2 separate regions of the Anser cygnoides genome follow, and region 1 is linked to region 2. A link is a contact called in public Hi-C data. All regions are on one chromosome and are shown on one strand. Each heading gives the region's core, a stretch centred on a gene start, on an enhancer-like site or on the middle of the called end of the contact. The rest is flanking DNA. Distances are from core to core; before and after follow the strand shown. Region 1 holds the start of DNAJC25 (DnaJ heat shock protein family (Hsp40) member C25). Region 2 holds the start of PTBP3 (polypyrimidine tract binding protein 3).

What was found. Hi-C and Micro-C count contacts between places; a contact is called where the count stands out from the background.
Region 1: a Hi-C map of liver shows a contact between it and region 2, with 1.8 times the contacts expected there. The contact joins the promoter of DNAJC25 here to the promoter of PTBP3 in region 2. A contact is called at or near these places in 2 of 7 Hi-C or Micro-C datasets (both in liver).

The regions. Positions count from the first base shown.
Region 1 is chrZ:11,497,515-11,500,280 of Taihu_goose_T2T_genome, forward strand. It overlaps DNAJC25 (DnaJ heat shock protein family (Hsp40) member C25), which reads right to left and starts at 1,399. Exons shown (of 4, transcript XM_048051406.2): 1 at 1,065-1,399. The coding sequence starts at 1,361. It overlaps ECPAS (Ecm29 proteasome adaptor and scaffold), which reads left to right and starts at 2,255. Exons shown (of 50, transcript XM_066988105.1): 1 at 2,255-2,272; 2 at 2,560-2,611. The coding sequence starts at 2,575.
Region 2 is chrZ:11,136,732-11,139,486 of Taihu_goose_T2T_genome, forward strand. PTBP3 (polypyrimidine tract binding protein 3) reads left to right here and starts at 1,269. Exons shown (of 14, transcript XM_048051408.2): 1 at 1,269-1,571.

The sequences.
Region 1 (2,766 bases), core at 149-2,648, 360 kb after region 2:
TAAATTGATCTGTTCTCGCACTCACCAACCCCCCCCCCCGCACCTGATATACATAGTCTTAAATACATAATACGCGCTATAGGAAGACTTGATTTAATACTGAAATAAAAACAGGCAACTGAAATTCACAAAATGAGTTAATTTCCGAATCAGAAGTCCAGATGGACTAGAGTTGATAGGTATTGCTCAGGAAGAGACTTACAGATGAACAAACCACTAAGACTACTGTTTTTCAGATCTTTTAGAATTAGCTTACAGGGCTGTGAACTCTATCCAATGCGAGGCCATTCCAAAACCTCATTTTCTTGAAGTTTTTCTCATATTCACCCATGTAATAAAGAAATGAGAAATTTAACTTTGTCAGTCTCAGCTGCATCCCTTTTCTACCCAGAAAGAGTTCCAGTTCTTTTTTTTTTTCCCCCCCATCAACCTTAAAACATGTACAGGTTTCTTTCTTCCACTCCTTGGTCGTGTCTTGCCCACGCCACGGATTTTTTGCTTTCCTTACAGTCCCATCTACCACTCAATTCAATGATTACCATTACTTTTAAAGATGTGCTTGCACAATAAGGGTCTAGTCTGTTTATTTTGAATCCACAGGGCTTTTCAAGAGCACTCTGTCTTCTCCTCACTCTCGGGCTGGCTATTGAAGAAGGTTTTGGTGTTGTGTTTTTTTTTCCTTCCTCCTTCACGGCTGGTGGGAAGCAAGCTGGCTGAGCCCACGCGAAGGAACACAAAACTGATTCCGCACAATCTGCTGTGAAACACGGGTTGTGTGGGACCAAAAGATCTGATTTCCCCCTTCCACTGAGGAAAGGCAGACCTGCGGGAGCCTCGCGCTGCGAGCTAGCGAAGTCAGAGCGACCCCCAGTTAGCTGACGGGTGCTTCGGGTCCGGACGAGGGGACGCGAGGAGCAGGGTGTGGAGGGCACCGTGCATCTCCTGGCACTTCCAAGCCACGGCTCTCCTCCCCGCTTCGCTCCACCACCCGACAGCGAGAGGGATACCCGGCAGGGATCCCCTCAGGGAGCCCCTGACCGCGGGCGGCCCCGCTCACCTCTCACCTTGAGGGTCTCGTAGGCGGTGGCGATCAGCAGGAACTTCTCGTGGGCCGCCTGCGGGCCGCCGCCCCCTCCGCCCGGCTCGCCGCGGTAGCGGTCGGGGTGGTACTTGCGGGCCAGCTGCCGGTAGGCGCGGGCGATCTCGGCCTTGCTGGCCTGCCGGCTGACGCCCAGCACCTCGTAGCACACGCGGCGGCCGCAGTACAGGCCCTCGGTCAGGCCCCGAGCCGCCCGCGGCAGCAGCGCCGCCGACAGCCACAGGCAGAGCAGCCAGCGCCGCCCGCCGCCCGCCGCCGCCATCTCGCAGCGCCGCCACGGCCGGGGCCGGGGCCGGGGCCGCGCCTGCGCTCTTCGGGCGGCAGGGCGGGGCCCTGGGCGCACAGATAATTGCCACCCCTAATTACGAGCTCTAATTACAGACCCCCTATCGCCTCCGAGCGGGCTAGGGTGCCCAAAGCCCCGTCCAGCGTGGCTCCGGGCGCTTCAGGGATGGGGCAGCCGCAGCTCCTCTGGGCAGCCTGTGCCGCCGCCTCACCCTCTGAGGGACGAATTTCTTCCTCGTACCCAACTTTCTCCTCACCCACAGCCTAGCCACACCAATTAACGTTCCCTTTCCAAATCAGAATGAACAGAAACTTCACTTTGAATGTCACTTTTTTATTGGTGTATTGTTCCCCTACTCAAAAATCCCATCGGGGTGGTATGTGAGCGTGTCATCCCTTGTCTGCGAGCTCATCTGCTTTTACCGCTATCATTCCAAACCCAGCCAAGGAATCTCCTCTTCTGTTGGGGAGGTATTTCGGTATCCCCTGCTTACCACGTCCTTACGTGATGCAGCCTCTAGGGGCAGGTTGGACGTGGCGCTTAGGGACATGGTTTAGTGGGTGACACTGGTGGCAGGGTGGTGGTTGGACCAGGTGATCTTGGAGGTCTCTTCCAACCCTCCACCAGTTTCCCTCCGAATGAATTTAACAACGAAACCCAGGCAGAAACAATTCGGTTTGCCTCAGAAATCCCAACCGGCGGGGGCAGCCCGGCCCTGGGCGGAGCCGGGGGGGCCGCAGCCCAGCCCCCGGCCGTGCAGGAGCCGCGGCCGCAGCTAGGGGGAGGCGAGGCTCCGCCGTCCCTCCTCCTCCTCCTCCTCTTCCTCCTCTTCCTCCTCCTCCACCACCCGTGTACCCGCGCCGGCATGGAGGTCAGCATGGACTCGGGTCAGTGAGGCGGCGGCGGCGGCGGGGGGGGGGGTGCGGGCGGGGACGATGGCTCAGCTCTTTCTAAATATAAAGCGGGAGGGCGGGGGCCGGCTGCCCCTCGTGGGGAGAGCCGCGGGGAGGAGGAGGAGGAGGAAGGGAAGGAGGAGGAGGAGGAGGAGGAGGAGGCGGCAGAGGAGGAGGAGGAAGAGGAGGAGGAGGAGGCGGAGGCGGGACGGGGCTCGGGCGGCCTCCGGGCGGACCGCGGCTCGCCTCTCACCGCCCTCCCTCTTTCCCTCCCTCCGCAGCCGGCACAGCACAACATGGCCGCGGCCGCCGCGGCTGCCCAGGACGAGCTCAGTAAGCGCCGCCGGGGACCGGGGGGGAGAGATCGGGGGGAGCCGCCCGGAGCCCCCCGGCCCGGGGCAGCCCCTCGGCGGGCGTGGGCGCGGCTGGTGGCGGGGCTGGGGGGGCCGGGGCCGCCCCCGGGGCCGGCTGGGAAATGTAGTCCCGGG
Region 2 (2,755 bases), core at 19-2,518:
AATCCCACGTTTTGGTGTGTATATTCCACCCCAAAGCACTCACTTTCCTAGGCACTCCTCGTTGCAGGCAGGAGTGGGGTCAAATACTTGGTGAACTTGCTACCTACCAGCTTCTTCTCCAGTCATTCCACCTACCGCAGGGCTCAAAGGACGTCCTGTCCCAGTCAACGCAGGCGCCCTCCAGCAGGTGACAGGACACAGGTATCATTTGTCAGGAAGTGTTTGCAGTTCACTCGCCCAGTATATGGCCGTCACCTGACAGGAGATAGGGTTGTGGACTGCAGTCATCTGGAGCCTCTGTAACAGGCTGAGTCTTGCACCGAGTGACTCCAGGAGATGCAAATATTTAACAGATCCCATTGTTTCCCGTAAAGGATGCTGTCATGCACCGCGATTGTGTCAGGCACCGAACAAATACAAACACAAGCCTCTTCCCATTTTGCATGAGAAGATTCACATTACAGGGGCACCAGCCTGCACGAGGCTCCCCCCTCCTACTATCATCTTGTCTTCTCTGCCTTTAGCTTTTACTTTCAGATTCTTCTGCGCATTGGGCCACAGAAGCCAGTGCCACAGTGTGTTGTGTGGTGAAGACGCCCTCTGTACACTTTAGTCCCTCACGTGCCAGGTGGTGACCACGGGGCCTGGTGTAGCCCTCACATGTACACACTCAACACCACACGTACACACTCAACACCACATTTGTGGCTTCCCCATGACAGGAGCAGTGTTTTGGGTGCGTGGGAAGCACTGACACCCATCACACTTAAGTGGCTTCTTCCCTTCCCTCAGCACCCTCACGCCAAGGGTCAGAAGTTGGACATGGTGCAGGGGGACATGGCTTAGTGGGCGACGGTGGCATCGGGGGGGCGTTGGATCGGCCGAGTGTGGTGGTTTTTCACAACTTTATTGATAACACCAATTTTTAACACACAAACAACCCCTGCTCCGCCGTACTTCCACGGAAGCTCAGCGCAGAGGTAGTTTCATCCCGTTTCACAGAGCCCACAACACTGGGCAGCAGGGGCAGCCGGTCACGCACCGCGCATGCGCGCCGACTCCGGGGCCGGGCACGGACGGGCGCGGACGCGCGATCGTGGACGCGCGGGGCGCGTGTCCGGCGGCTCCGCGCAGGCGCGTTGGGCCGGCAGCGAGCTCCTCTCAGTGAGGCGGTGGAGGGGGAGAAAGGGGGAGGTGTTGCTCCGCGGCCGCCTCCCCCCCGTACCGTTCCCGGTCCCCCGCCCCCAGCCCCCGACCCCGCCCGGTCCCCGTCCCCCAGCCCCCCTTCCCCGCTCCCCGGCCGGGCCATGGGCGGCTGAGCCCCGAGGGGCGGCGTCCCTCAGGGGTAAGGGGGTGGCGGGGGGGTGCGGCTCTGTGCCGGCCTCGCCCCCTTCCCGCCCCGTCCCCGCCGCCGGGGGAGGTGGCCCGGGCCCGGCGGGGGCAGCGGGGAGCGGCGGGGGCCGGCTCTCGGCGGGGCCGGGCCGGGCCGGGCCGTGGGGATATTGGCGCCGGCCGCCCCGGCAGGTAGCGGAGGAAGGAGGAAGCGGGTGGCCCTGCCGGCCGGTGCGCGGGTAACTTTCTGCTTCCACCGTTCCTGAATTCGCGATTTTTCTTTTCTCCGTTTCTGTTCGCGTTGTGGGGTGAGTGGCTTCCCTCAGAGCGCCTTTCCCTTTTAATTAATTCGCTGTCATTAATTTATCGTCGTTTTATTATCACTGCTATTTATTACTGCTGTAGTTATTTAATTTTAACTACTGTCGCTGCTTAATTTTTTTTGTCTCTTCCTGCCTTCACCCCGAGGGACCTGCCCTGCACCGCCCGGAGAGCTGCTGGGCACCCGGTGGTAGCGACGGGGCGGCTGCCAGCACCGCCAGCCCGCCTCCTGCGCCTCGGGATCGCTGCTCTTCTCTCATTTCTGCCTTTACTTATCGCTATCTCAAAGCTGAAGTGCATTTATAACCGTGGTGAGAGATTTCCCTGTCCCAGGAAGCTAACTATGCTTAGCGTGCGCTCTGTGAGCTAAAAGCTGAAGTCTTCTCCTTTTTTCCTTTCTCTATTTTTTTTGTCGTAATCTATCATAAATGCATGAAAACTACCACTTAAGGCAGCGCTAACTTCATGCAAGGTGTATACATAATTAACTTAAAGTTTGCGCTGCAACTCAGTGACCAGCAGAAGCCAAACTGTTCTTCAACTCTGAGAACTCTGAAACAAAAATTAGTTCTTCAACTCTAAGAACTCTAATTTTTGTTTCAGAACTTTTTTTTTTTTCCTTCTCTTCTCTTTCTAGTGACTCAAAGCAGCTTATCCGAAACTTTCTGACATCTCTCAGCGCTGTTGGAGTGTAAGCCTTCGCAGGGAGGCAGGTTGATGAGAGCACTTGTTGTGTAAATGCTGATTAGTCAGAAAGAAAATGGTGCTGGGAAGTACCTTTTCAGAGAAATTCATTCAAAAATATGAGTAATTTTGATATGATCGGCATTTTTTTTCAATTTTGCTTTGAAACTAGTTTTTTTTGGAAATCTCCAAAAGGAAATTAAGAGCGCTGACACTGGAGCAACAATGTCCTCCTTTTCAATGTGTAAAATGTATTTATGAGTAACTTGTAATTTTTCTGATTTAATCCATTTTAGAATAGAACATTTTTGGTTTCTCTTAAGCTGTGAAATTGCCAGCTAATCTTAATATCCTATAGTTCCTATGTTTGATTCCTATAGTCTCCATAGTATCTTCCAATTAGTACAATGGGTTTCTT